Regions from separate parts of the Macaca mulatta genome. Here region 1 is linked to region 2. The links are chromatin contacts, called in public Hi-C maps. All regions are on one chromosome and are shown on one strand. The core of a region is the stretch at or near the end of the contact, and the rest is flanking DNA. Distances in the headings are between cores, read along the strand shown. Region 1 overlaps RTN4 (reticulon 4). Region 2 overlaps LOC114671707 (a long non-coding RNA gene).

Region 1 (7,508 bases), core at 61-2,560, 150 kb before region 2:
TCTTATCAATGTGACATATTAGACACTATAAACATAACATAAAACACAAAATGTAGTGGAATGTTCCCTAAGTCAAAAAGTGGTATGAAAGCACAAAATGCATATAGATTGGATTACCTGAAGTTTTACTCAGCTCTGCTGAAAATATAGCAGATGGTGATCTGTCCTCCTTTTCTGTATCAGAAGGAAGATTTTTCTCAGCTTCTTTCATAAGAACTTTGGGTTTAACTATGCCGCCTATCTCTGCTTGAGTGGTCAAAGCAGAAACATCTGGAGGCAATAAGAGCACCTTTGATGTAGCAGACCCATTTTTGGAAAAGTCATCTGAGAAACTGATTTTCTCTTCAACTTTGGGTTGTATGTTCTTCAAAGAAAGGTCATGGGGCAATTCTGTGCAAGGCAATGACCCAGCTCCACCCGGGGCATTAGCAATTTCACTTTTGTGGGATACTTCTAGGTCAGTATATTCCCTGGCTAATTTAGAAAATGAATCAGTTTTAGAACTGATCAATGTAGGGAACTCATCTATAATTTCAATTGGAGATGAATCTGAAAATGTTTCAGTTTCTCTTACTTGTGCTTCCTTAGAAAGAAATAAGTCATCATCTGAATAAACTGCAGTACTGAGCTCCTCCATCTGCAAAGGAATTTTCTCCTTTTTGCTCAATGTTGAAACTTCATCAGGTAACAGGGTATCTTTTGTGTTATCTAAATTGAGCTTGAAAGATTCCAAATATGGCTTTCCTCCCTCAGGTGGTAAAGCACTAAGTTTTTCCTTATTTTCATGTTCTATCATTGACTCAAATGAAGTTTCAGGGAGATTTTCTTTCACAAGCATCACAGCTTCATCTTGTTTTTGTGGAACGTCAGGTATGGAATCATCACTAAATAAGTCAACTGGTTCAGAATCAGGTGAGGAATCTTCAACTAGCTCAGAATGATCAGGCACTGGCTGTTCAACTTTTGCCATTTCTGAATAATCAGAGAAATCTGGAGTTGGTTCAGCAGAAAGCTTTGTTTCTTTAATTAAATCACATGCAATAGATATATAAGGAGCTTCTGTTTCTTGAACAGCTGCATTAATGCTTTCAGGCTCTTTAATTTCTTCCTTTATTCCTGATACTTTTTTTAGTGATACACTCATGGCCTCTTCGTATGGTGGGGGGTTTTCAGGCTCATGTATTATGCTTTCATAATTAACTGAAGAAGCTTCTAATGGTGATGAGCTGGGCTGTACCGCCGAAGCACCAGCACTAGGAACTGCAGAATTCAATGGTGCTTCCATAACAATGTCAGGCAAAACTGGCGAAGGAGTAGCTTCTGATTCTTCAAATGATGGGCAAAGCTGTGCTGCAGGATAGAGGGACTCTTGCATAACTTCTGATGTTTGAACCAAGTCCATTTTTGTTTCATAAGCAATCTTTGTACCAGTAACTTCATTCAATTCACTTTCACATGCTTCCTGTACTAAATCTGGAGTCAGGCCTTCAGGCATGTTTGCCACTACTTCCTCAGTCACCTTTCCTAAATTATCTGTTGTGACATAATCTGTCTCAGAATCCTGTGCTGCTACAAGAAAAGGGTTTGATGTTTTGGTGCTAGTATTCTTCTCTGTTACTATTTGGGCCTTCTTTTCTTCTATTTTTTTTTCATCGGTCTTATTTTCTGAAGTATGATCTCCTAACAAAGGAAAAATGTTTGTTGCAATGCTCTCAGTTGCTGCTGGGTTAAAAGGAGCACATGTGATATATGCTTCTGAACGATCCTTTATAGCTTCTGGTGTACTGGGGAAAGAAGTATCATCATTACTACTCTCACTATCTTTTTCATGATTAGTTTGCTCAAGGCTATCTGCAAAACCTTTTTTATCCACTTTACTTTCCAACTTGCTCTCGATTTTACCTCCAGCAGCCAACACATCACTATCTTCCTTACTATCTTTCACTTCCCATACTCGCTCAAATGGTTTGAAGTCTGCGTATTCCTCCCTTATAGGAGCTTCCACTGCAATTCTCTTTTCATTAAAACTGTCTTTTGCTTTTTCTAAAGACATAACTTCATCCTCTTCTTTAACCAATTTAGTAAGAGCTATAGGCAACTCTTGTTGATTATGAAGGATGTTATTACTAACTAAATTCTCTTCTTCTTTATTTTTCACGATTATTTCTTCCCTAGGATTTGCTACTATTATGGCAGATTCTGCTTTTGGAGAGACATTGAATGATGATCCCATTTCTGAGTATTCTAATTCTGAAAACTCTGTTAAATCTCTATCTACAAGTGGAGTTTTTGCCTTCTCTGAGAACTCTTTAGAAGCTTCATTGACAGTTTCTTGAAGTGTTCCTTCGGTGGGTAATACTGTTGACAAATTACCAAGGTATTCATGTTCTTTAAAAGAAGCAGCTGAGAGAGGAGACAGAGAAGGAAGAGAAGCAGCAGTTTCAAGCAGGACAGATGGGAAATCCTCTTGACCAGCCGAAATAGTGTTACCTGGCTGCTCCTTCAAGTCCATAATATTTTCTGTGACCATGGACAGAAAGGAAAGTTAGAGAATGCCAGTGTTCTCAGAGTTAATGCAAGTTTTATGACAGATTCAAAATAGTGTTAGTAAAGACTTACTGTTTATTAAAATGAAATGTTAATAGCAATTAATAAGTAACAATAGAGTAGACTTTAATCATTACTGAAAATATTAAGCTACTGTAAATATAACATATGCATGGCTACAGAGGCAATTACATGCTATGCAAAGACAAATCAAGTCTGAGTAAACCTCAAATGTTATCAACTAAGATACTAAGAGCTAGTTTTAGAGAAGAGAAGAATATCTGCGAAAAGAGTTTGAGTGACAGTATAGGAAAGAAGGGGCACTGGGAAATTAAATGCCATAGACTGGTATTTATTTACAGGAAAGTCTTTCTGGCTATACTCAAACTATATTGGGAGAAAGGGAATTGTAAATATGTAAATGTAATTCAAGGGTCCAAGAATTCCTTATGTACTTCCAAGAGTTCATCGGATTTTGTTCATTTTTTCCTTGGGCATACCATATCAAATGCAAATTTCAACTTTTCCAGTAGACAGACATTCTTGGAACCATGCTAATTTTTAGTAAATCCAAGCTACTCTGCATAGAGTTAACACACTAAAAAGTTAAAGTTAGAATACAAAGAGGATAAAAGGCTGGCAGAAAAGAACTTGCCTGCAGAGGAGCGTATCACAGGCTCAGATGCAGCAGGAAGAGCAAAAAGGGTCTCATCTGAAAAACAAATAGAATATAACCTCAGCAGAAATAAAGACAGACTGAAAGGAGACTAAAGATCAGAGGAGCAAGCCAGGGTTCAGTTTGTAATAAGTTAACAAAAAACTTTACAGAGAAAGGGCCAAGATCAAAAGGAAGTCAGAAAAAGAAGTGCCATTAATTCAGGTTAAATCATCACATATATTATAAAGTTAATTAAATGTTATCCATAGAACCTATCATTTTTCAAGACGCAATACAACCTGTTTATGTTAAAGAAACTTATGAATCAAAGTGGCTTTAAAATACTGTTCTACTTAACGTATCACATCCAAAGCTTTCACTCAGGTTTTCATATAGGTAAATTGTCTTGTTCTATTCAAGCCAAAAATAAAAAGCTGAATTTGAATAAAATTAACAACTACAAATGTTTAATCTTTTGTTACTGGCGTATGTTTAATTTAGAAAAACACTTTTAAAGAATTACGCATTTTCTCTTACATTCTAAGTTGTTACAGTCATTGTACCCTGTTCTTTGAAGACATTAGTCCTGTGCCAACGTCCAAATGCCAGAGTCCAAAATACAAAAAAAATAATAATAATAATTAACTGCCTTTAGGACGACACTATTATTGGTGTTATTTAAAATTAACCTAAGTGAGGGCTACTTGCTATTTGTATACACAACTAGTGAGAGACAGGCAATTCAATTCCAGAGCCCATTTCCTTAATCACTGTATGTTACAGAACTGAATGCTTATATCTCCTCCAAAACTCATGTTAAAGCCCCAACCCGGAATGTGACAGTATCTGAAGGTGGGGACTTTGGGAGGTGATTAGGGTTAAATGCAGTTGGTGGGGGAGGCCTGGGCCGAGGGGATTAGTGCCCTTATAGGAAGAGACACCAGAGAGCTTGCTGTCATGCTCCCTGTCTCCCCAGGCACACATAAGAGGTCATGTGAGCACACAATGAGATGGTGGTCACCTATAAGCCAGGAGAAGAGGCCTCAGAAAGAAATCTACCTTGCCAGCACCTTGATCTTAGACTCACCAGCCTCCAGAACTGTGAAAAGTAAATTTCTGTTCAGCCACCCAGCCTATGGTACTTTGTTACAGCAGCCCAAGCTAACAAACACACTCTATATTGGTAATATTAACTTTGTACAATGTCATCTTGAACCTGCAGTTGGGAGACCCTAAGCTGTAGGGAAAAGAAAGAAAGATCAGACTGTTACTGTGTCCACGTAGAAAGGGAAGACACAAGAAATTCCATTTTGACCTGCAGCTGAAAAACTACTTTGCTTAAATGCTGTTAATTTGTAACTTTGCCCCAGCCACTTTGCCCCACCTTGTGCTCACAGAAACATGTGTTGTATGGAATCAAGGTTTAAGGGATCTAGGGCTGTGCAGGACATGCCTTGTTAACAAAATGTTTACAAGGAGTGCAGGACATGCCTTGTTAACAAAATGTTTACAAGGAGTATGCTTGGCAAAAGTCATCACCATTCTCTAGTCTCAATAAACCAGGGGCACAATGCACTGCGAAAAGCCACAGGGACCTCTGCCTTGGAAAACCGGGTATTGTCCAAGGTTTCTCCCCATGTCATAGTCTGAAATATGGCCTCATGGGATGAGAAAGACCTGACCGTCCCCCAGCCAGACACCCATAAAGGGTCTGTGCTGAGGTGGATTAAAGAGGAAAGCCTCTTGCAGTTGAGATAGAGGAAGGCCACTGTCTCCTGCCTGCCCCTGGGAACTGAATGTCTCAGTATAAAACCCGACTGTACATTTGTTCAATTCAGAGATAGGAGAAAAACTGCCCTCCACTGAGATGTTTGGGCGGAGAGAAACATAATCTGGCCTGCGTGCACATCCAGGCATAGTACCTCCCCTTGAATTTAATTATGACACAGATTCTTTTGTTCACATGTTTTCTTGCTGACCGTTTCCTTATTATCACCCTGCTCTCCTACCACACTCCTCTTGCTGAGATAATGAAAATAATCAATAAAAACTGAGGGAACTCAGAGACCGGTGCTGGTGCAGGTCCTTGGTATGCTGAGTACCGGTCTCCTGGGCCCACTGTTGTTTCTCTATACTTTGTGTCTTATTTCTTTTCTCAGTCTCTCGTCCCACCTGACGAGATATACCCACAAGTGTAGAGGGGGAGGCCTCCTCTTCACTAAGCTAAAGATCTTCTACAGTTTACACTAGAGAAAGGCCTCTACCATCAGACAATTTGTAAGAGCCTGAGAGATGACTGGAAGGTAATATTCCTTGAACAGATTGAACCTAATAAATTTAGACAATTTCATCTGGATGGACAAGCTAGACAAGGCTGATCAAAACAGATAAAAGTCCAAGAGATGTAGCTAGCATGAATATGGACTTACCTTCCAAGCGTATTACCCTTAATGAATTAGGAGAGCTAATTTCACAAGGCCCTATATATTTTAGATAAATATATACTGGGCATGATGTCATATTTAAAGGATTCTTAGATGAGGGCGATGACAGGAAATTTATGATGTGTGTTTAAAAGGGTTTCCTCCAACCTAGAGCAATAGGTAGGATGGGCTATCCAGTCAAAGGAGTAACATAATGGCTTATAAGATTTTTAAATAAAGTGCATATATATGTGTACACATTTTTAAAAGATTACTTGCTATGTGATCTTAAATTACAGTTTCTCATTTGTAAAATGATGGAAAGTTCCCTTCAGCTAAAATAATGAATTATTAGCTTGTATAAAACTGAAATTTGAGGGTCAAAGAGCAAAACCAAATAATTGCACAGCTGCTCCATCTAAATAAGAGTTAGCCAATTCTTAACAAAATAGTTGCCTTTTTTATCTAGACAATATAGTTAAAAGCCATTAATTCAGAGGCTTGTCTATCTGGAAAGTGAATTAGAAACACGTATTATTTTTAAAATTAGTGGGAAAACAAACTACATCTAAATTTGTGCCATAATTTTGAAGTATTTTTTTTAACATACTGTACTCTTATTCTTACCTAGTACAATAATCTCTTATAATAAAAACTATATTCCTGGAATTTTTCTAAGTAAAAAAGTTTTCAAATTGGTATTTCAAAGATTCATTATGTTTAAGAAAAAAAGAAAAATCTTCATTTTGTAAAATGGGATTAAATCCAGAGTTAACCATAAAATAAGTACTACATTTCTAAAAGCTCTCAAAAAAAAAAAAAAAAAAAATCCAGAATAGTTATCTTCTGGGCCTTCAAGAATACAGCTCAGACTCCTAATAAGGCAATCATGGGTCATGAAACTGAATTGCCTAAGTTCAAATCACAAATCCATCACTTATAACGGTGTAACTCTTAGCCTTTCTGTGCCTCATGAAATTTGTAAAGTAAGGATAATAACAGTAACCACCTCAAAAATGTTGTGAAGGAGGGAGAGGAAAAGAAAAAAGAAGTAACAACCTGCCCTAAGTCACCGAGCTAGGAGGCCAGAGGGTCAGAATTCAAAACATCTAATTCCCAAGTCTTTGTGCTTTGTTACTATTATTTTTTAGCTAGTCTTCCTCAAAGCATAAGATGTGCTTCATCTGAAGGATGTGTTTATGTACGAGTGCAACTGGTACAATCCTTCTCACTGTATCAGCCCCTCAAGTCTGTTCACCTCAAACAAGGTAAATTGTCACCCAGTAAATACCTTGTAATTAGCAGAAATATTGCATTGATCAATTGCTTCTATTCTACAATATAACAACATTTATGGAAACATTAATGTGGGACAGGTACTGTGCTGAGCCGGCACATATGTTTCAGAAGTTCATTCAGTTCTCAAAACTACCCTGTAAGGTAGGTACTACTCTTACCTCGTTTCACATATGAGAAAACACAGGCATTTAAATCGTATCTAATGATAATACTAGAAAAAACCTGCATTTTAAAACCACAGAACTTCTGCTTCTGGCTATGAGATTAATTACAACAGACTAATTCTTCCAATATAAGCAACTAAAAATATGGGCAAAATACTGGAAGCAACTATCTTGAGACACGGACAAGAGGCAGGACAGCAGTGTGAATTCTGAGGAAAGGGAAACCTGCGAGATGACTACCCTGCTTTCTGTCTGAAGGCACATTCTGGTCTACAGTACAGAGAGAAGCCCAAGAACACCGCAAACTCTTGCTAAGCTAAGGAGACTGAGGAGTTGTCTGGAATTTGTGGGACAGGGTAACATACAAAGAAAAGCTTCACAGAAAAGGAGCTCCAAAAATCTGGATAGGGGTTCCTC
Region 2 (7,190 bases), core at 2,586-5,085:
AGCTAACGCAGGCTGCAGTCCAGCATTCTGTTGACTGCACTACTGCGCTGGGATTCATCCACAAGGTGTTTGCAAAGGACAGAGAGGGAATTCACAGCCATGAAAGGGAGAATGGAAACTCTCCAAAGAGGAATAAATCAGCTTGACATTTAGCTTGCCATCTAGGCTGGCTGTCACAAGGCCATGAATCTGCCTGATGAGAGGTGAAAGAGAGAAATGAAGAAGATGAGAAAAGAGGGAGGGAGGAATACATTTCAGAATAAACAGAATCTGTGGCTCTGCACTCACTCCCTGTACTGGGGTGGCAAAGGGTTTGGTAGGAATGAGGGGAAGGGAAATATGTTCCTGGAGGAAAAGGCTTCTTATGTAAAGAGTGAAGGAAAGACTCAGACCCAAGAAGAAGCCAGGGAAAGCTGCTGTGGTGGACGCTGTGATGCTCCCAGATCCCCTTTCGTGAATGAAGAGTTATTCCCCCACATGGTCAAAAAGCTGCTAGAGCAAGATCCTTGGCCATCAGCACTCTTAGGGACTCCCTGGGCTGAAGGAAACTACCCTGCCCAAGTCATGCCTACTTCCAGTGGCAGCCCCTTATCCAGTGACTCATCCACAGGAGTCTAAAGGCCTGGCTCCACACACCAACTGGGGATACCTCAGAAGAGCCCTCCCAGCTTCAGTGCATTCCAAGTGGTCAGCTGAGCTCTTTGCTGGGACTGCTTCAGAGCTTAGCTTCTCCCTCTGCCCAACCCTGCTTTCTTCTCTTCCCTTCCACAGTGTGGATATGGAGAGCCCTTCCTAATGAACAGCCTGCACACAAACCTCTGTCTCAGAGTCAGCTTTTCGGGGAGCCCTACCCACAACACTGCTTGTGAAGTCAATGTGCAGAGCCCTGCTGAAGGCAGAGAGAAGATTGTCATCTGCTGAGTCTGGTCAGGTAACTCACACCGTGAAGAACAGTGCCCAAGTCCTTATTTAGAGAATTAAGTTTGGTGCCACCTCACGGTCAACCACAACATGTGTATTGGGCCATCAAAACATCAGAGCAGGGGGACTGAAAAGGTGATCCCTTCCCTTACAGGACCTGCCCTTCCTCAACCCATCAGTCAGATATAGGTACAGCCACTTCTTAAAACCTTTAAAGGCCGGGCGCGGTGGCTCAAGCCTGTAATCCCAGCACTTTGGGAGGCCGAGGCGGGTGGATCACGAGGTCAGGAGATCGAGACTATCCTGGCTAACACGGTGAAACCCCGTCTCTACTAAAAATACAAAAAACTAGCTGGGCGTGGTGGCGGGCGCCTGTAGTCTCAGCTACTCAGGAGGCTGAGGCGGGAGAATGGCAGGAACCCGGGAGGCGGAGCTTGCAGTGAGCCGAGATCGTGCCACTGCACTCCAGCCTGGGAGACACAGCGAGACTCCGTCTCAAAAAAAAAAAAAAAAAAAAAAAAAAAACCTTTAAAGAGCGCTCCAAACCCACCCTCGGTACTGTCACCCCTATAAAGTTCATAAACCCTAACTCTCAAAAATGCCTCCCTGCAATAATTTAAAGTTTTAATTTCAATTAAATTCCTGTGTTAATTTCTTTTTGTTGTCTCAAGCAGAAGTAGAAAACATGTATAAGGTTCTCCATTCAGTAATCCTTTATGGTTAATCTTTAATATTTCTTCAAGGTTAATGATCCTATTTCCCACTAGCTTTCTGGCAAAAGGTCATGTTTTCAATCCTATCATCTCTGTAGCTTTCTGTAATAAAGCTTGGTTTGAATGTCAGTCAGTTTAATGGCTATGCCAATTTCTCACCTATTAGAGCCACCTTTATCATCCTCTGTGGCAAATGGCACAAGTGGATGCAATAACAAATCACATTCTAAAGCCACTGAGGGCACTTTGGTTCCCACTCTTCCAAGCAAGCATTTCCACAGCCTGGAGACTCTGACTGGGCTCCTAGCTGAAGACATAAAGGGATCAAGAGGTGGGAAGAAGAAAGGTTAAACCTAGGAACAGAGAAGCCAACGTGCCCCAGAGAACGGAAGAGGCGGTCTGCAGAGTTCGGAAGGCAGGCAGCTCATGCTTGAAGGTGATATGCTTCTGCCTACAAGAGAAATCTGAGCACATCAGTTACTTCTGTCTTAGCAAGAATCCCTGACATACTTAGATTTCTGAGTTGAAAGTGAGATAAGGCCTGTTTTGTTTCGTTTGTTTGTTTGTTTCCACGTACAAAGCTCAAGATGTGGCCGGGCGTAGTGGCTCAAGCCTGTAATCCCAGCACTTTGGGAGGCCAAGGCGGGCGGATCACGAGGTCGGGAGATTGAGACCATCCTGGCTAACACGGTGAAACCCCCCGTCTCTACTAAAAATACAAAAGAATTAGCGGGGCCTGGTGGCGGGCGCCTGTAGTCCCAGCTACTCGGGAGTCTGAGGCAGGAGAATGGCGTGAACCCGGGAGGCGGATCTTGCAGTGAGCTGAGATCCGGCCACTGCACTCCAGCCTGGGTGAAAGAGTGAGACTCCGTCTCAAAAATAAAAAAGAAAAAAAAGCTCAAGATGTTTTCTGGGCCAGGTGCGGTAGCTCACTCCTTTAATCCCAGCACTTTGGGAGGCTGAGGTGGGTGGATCATGAGGTCAGGAGATTGAGACCATCCTGGCCAATATGGTGAAACACTGTCTCTACTAAAAATACAAAAATTAGTAGGGCGCCGTGGTGTGTGCCCCTAATTCCAGCTACTCAAGAGGCTGAGGCAGGAGAATCGCTTGAACCAGGGAGTCGGAGGTTGGGTGAACCCAGATGGCGCCACTGCACTCCAGCCTGGCGACAGAGCAAGACTCCATCTCAAAAAAAAAAAAAAAAAAAAAAAAAAAAAGATGCCTTCTGGATCTGCAATGATAAGTAGTAATTTATGTTGGAGAAAGAAATAATGGAGGTCCAGGCCCTTTGCAATCTCTGACCCTCTTTACAGAAGACCCACCCAGTAATTATGACATTTAACTGTGGAATGGTAGAGTTTTTATACTCATGAGGAAAACTCACACTAGTGGTGCTAAACCACTGGGCATGGCCTCACACCATTTCTGATAGCCAGGGGAACTGGGGTGGGGAAGGGTGATTATTGGCATCTAGTGTCCTGTATCTACAAGGTCACAGGACAACCTCACATAACAAAGAATTATCCCGTCCAAACTATCAATAGTGCTGAGGTTGAGAAACCCTGACTTACAAATAATTCTCTGTCCTCCTAAATGTATTCAACTACTCAGGAATCTTCAGGCCTTGTTTCTCCTTCTCTAGACACTCAGCTGACCTGGGAAAATTACAAGCCGCTTGACCAACAAGCTCATTATCTTGTTTTTGATGGAGACAGAGCTGAGGAACAAAGACAACAAAGAAAACCCCAACTGTGGGGTGAAAGAAGACTTAACCTTGGCTTACAGTCTCCCTTCAAAAGCTATGTGGTATGTGGGGATCCGTGAGCTGGCAGTTCTGGTCAGAAAATAATAAAGAAGTCTCAGAATTACTTCCTAGGCTAGGGTCTGCTTCAGAGGCATACAGAGATGCCTCTTGCTTTCACCTCTGTACTAATCTCACTGCTCCACTTTGAATCAAGGCTTGAGCACTGTGCAAGCAGAATAACCAGGCACTCTCTTCAGTTAGTTTTGAAACCATCTCAATGATTTTGGGAGAACAAACTCCCCACGATCTGGCAACAAGTTGTCCGGCTTGGGTTATTTTCAAGTCTACATTTCTTAGTTTCCTGAAGAATACACTGAGCATGCCAGAAGGTTTCAAAGCTACAGTTACGGCATCAGCAACAACTCTTCAACTAGCCTGTGCTTCAACCCAAAGCAGCACAAACAGAAAAGTCAGCCAAGCCACGAGGGGCCTGGTCAAGCGTCTAACAGTGTAGGATTGCTGCATAACGAGCAGGATCCTACTACAATACAGCCTTTGAAGTGCCTTGAAAATAAATTCTATGTTTAGAAAACAAAGCCCTCTCTCCAGGCCTGGACTCACCCCACTCACCCCACCCTCATCCCTATTTCACTGAAAAGCTAAATATTAAAAAGTGCTTGGATGTTTACATATTTTCTTTTTTTTTTTTTTTTTTTTTTTTTTGAGACGGAGTCTCGCTGTGTCGCCCAGGCTGGAGTGCAGTGGCCGGATCTCAGCTCACTGCAAGCTCCGCCTCCCGGGTTTGCGCCATTCTCCTGCCTCAGCCTCCCGAGTAGCTGGGACTACAGGCGCCCGCCACCTCGCCCGGCTAGTTTTTTTGTATTTTTAGTAGAGACGGGGTTTCACCATGTTAGCCAGGATGGTCTCGATCTCCTGACCTTGTGATCCGCCCGTCTCGGCCTCCCAAAGTGCTGGGATTACAGGCTTGAGCCACCGCGCCCGGCCTGTTTACATATTTTCATATAGAGTAACTTTTTTCTTTAAAGGGCTATCTTCTTAAGAACACAAATCCCCCAAGAATGGTCCTCGAGCTGCTCAAGCTTTCCAACCAGAAAATATGACTGTATTGAAAAATGTGACTAGAAACAATAGGACCAGCCTCACTTCTTCCCCATAGAAACAATTCAAATCACTGAAGGTCTTGCTGGCATCTCTGCTGCCATCTACTGAGTCAAACTGGCACATATTCTAGTAAATCCTAACCAAGAAAGGTCATTGTTCTGTAAATGTTTCCATTTTAACTCTACCATGTTGTATTACAATTGTTTATGTACAACTTTACTTCTAGATTGCAAGTACCCACGAGATAGACAGGATGTCTTATTCATCTTTTAGTAGGTAATCAGGAAATGGTTGTTGGATTAAGTAATTTTGAGTGTTGCACAAGTCTTCTCAAAAAAGATCATCTCAAGAATTTTCTTAAGGACTCCTCCAAAACCCAGAAACTACCATAATTATATCAAACGGAAGAGAGCAACTCATTTATTTTTTAAGACCTTCAGAGTAGCTCCTTCTACAACTTTCTTTATTCACCCAATATCAGCCTTCACGATCTCCACCATCAGCAAATTATTGTGTCAAATAAAAATTGTTTATTATTTAGTTCTGTGGCTCATGTGGCTTAGAGTTGGTTGTCTCCTTAATGTGAAGGCTTTTGGACACTCAAAGGCAGAACTGTTCTTTTCTTCCCAGATTGAATAACCCCATTCCTCCAACTTTTCTTTCTACATCTCCATGATCTATACATGCTCAAAATTAGTAATAGTTTTTTTTCTTTTTCTTTTTTTTTGAGACGGAGTCTTGCTCTGTCGCCCAGGCTGGAGTGCAGTGGCCGGATCTCAGCTCACTGCAAGCTCCGCCTTCCGGGTTTATGCCATTCTCCTGCCTCAGCCTCCCGAGTAGCTGGAACTACAGGCGCCCGCCACCTCGCCCGGCTAGTTTTTTGTATTTTTTAGTAGAGACGAGGTTTCACGGTGTTAGCCAGGATGGTCTCGATCTCCTGACCTCGTGATCCGCCCATCTCGGCCTCCCAAAGTGCTGGGATTACAGGCTTGAGCCACCGCGTCCAGCCCAGTAATAGTTTTCTTAATGTGAAGCCTCAAAACTAGTTTCAATATTCTATTTAGCATTTAAGCAAAGATGATTTTAACAAGTGCTTGTGGTGCCTGCTATTATCCCTATCAATGGGATACCTTGCATTAGGCAAAGCTAACATTTATCAGGCAGATAAATTAGGAATTGGCGATTCATTTAACAGAGCATTCCCAGGAAAATTTCTTCAAAATAACTATTTCAGTCCTATTTCATTTAGGAAATATTCATTTTGTGAGCAATTTTTCATGGATTACAAATCACAGAATAGGAGTAGCTGTAATCTTATTGATATCTAATTTATGTGTCACTTGGGTTTAAGATAACGCACCTTTTTCTGGTATTTGCTACTGGTGTTATGAGCTCTTCAAGACCTCTTGTTCCTTACAGAAATGGTCAGCATGAAAATCATCTCTTAGAAAATATTATCATGTTCATTTGACACCTGAAAAAGCATACCCAGAGGGTAGAGGAATCTTGGAGACTATTTATATACACAAATAGCATAAAGGAGTTTTCCCCATCTCTAAGGGACCAACCTGGGCAAAGGAATAGAAGGAATAGCCTTGGCAATTATTCTCCCTGTCCCTGCACCCTCATGAAAACAGGGAGAGTCACATTCTCTGATGCCAAGATTAAAGCTCTGATGCAAGCAGGGTCTCTGCACTGCAATCTGGAAGGCCACTGGAATCTCTCTGCCAATGCTTTTCCCATCCTTATTATTGATCCTAGTAGCAGCACAAACCTGTTTCTTGATGTTGTGTTCAGAAGCTGATCAATATTAAGTACTCACCTCAGGAAGGCTGGCCAAAAACAGCATGAAGACTTTTCAAGCTGACTTTTTAAACTGACTTTTTAAACTCTTTGGATTGGTCAGGGCCTGCAATCAAAACTCATGATCGTTAATTCATAAACGCCTAACTCTTCAAGCAATTTGGCAAAAATCTTTGACAATTCAGTCCCACTGCTGGGGGCTGCTTCCAAAATGTACATTTTCAAAATGTGTGAGCAGGCCGGGCATGGTGACTCATGCCTGTAATCCCAGCACTTTGGGAGGCCGAGGCGGGCAGATCACCTGAGGTCAGGAGTTTGAGACCAGTCTGGACAACATGGTGAAACTCCATCTCTACTAAAAATACAAAAATTAGCCAGGCATGGTGGGGGGCGCCTGTAGTCTCAGCTACTCAGGAGGCTGAGGCAAGAGAATCACTTGAACCCGGAAGGCGGAGGTTGCAGTGAGCCGAGATCGCGCCACTGCCCTCCAGCCTGAGCGACAGAGGGAAACTCCACCTCAAACAACAACAGCAACAACAACAACATAGTCAAAATGTGTGAGCAGTATGAGGTGAAGGAAGAGTTCCAGGAGAAAATGGATGGGAATGTGTTGTTACACATTCTGATCTGTGTACAACCAAAGTGGTGGAAGGGTGACATGCCCTTCCTGTTAAGCACAAACTCACCTAAAGCTCACTCTATTTATGATAGTATCTTTATTATCTGACCTAATAAAACAAGAAAACAGAATTTAGCCCACACAACTGTTCCTTGAGTGGAAAAGGTGGATCCTTCTCAGTGTGGCCCTAACACATTAATACACATGGGAGTTTAAAGGTAGAGTTTGCACCCAATGGAGAGCTAAAAATGCTTGGTGGTGATTA

What was found. Hi-C and Micro-C count contacts between places; a contact is called where the count stands out from the background.
Region 1: a contact with region 2 is called in a Hi-C map of sperm, with 3 times the contacts expected there. The contact joins two enhancer-like sites. A contact is called at or near these places in 7 of 14 Hi-C or Micro-C datasets (CD4 T cells, blood, cortical neurons and 4 more).

The regions. Positions count from the first base shown.
Region 1 is chr13:69,608,498-69,616,005 of T2T-MMU8v2.0, reverse strand. RTN4 (reticulon 4) reads right to left here. Exons shown (of 9, transcript NM_001205127.2): 2 at 3,203-3,259; 3 at 118-2,520. Among named protein-coding and RNA genes, the nearest start is that of RTN4, 21 kb to the right of the region's middle. Within about 2 kb of position 1,310, at least 3 of the 40 cell types and tissues checked have an H3K27ac peak or open chromatin away from gene starts, as enhancers often do.
Region 2 is chr13:69,460,211-69,467,400 of T2T-MMU8v2.0, reverse strand. LOC114671707 (a long non-coding RNA gene) reads left to right here. Exons shown (of 4, transcript XR_013402773.1): 4 at 772-898. Among named protein-coding and RNA genes, the nearest start is that of CLHC1, 77 kb to the right of the region's middle. Within about 2 kb of position 3,835, at least 13 of the 40 cell types and tissues checked have an H3K27ac peak or open chromatin away from gene starts, as enhancers often do.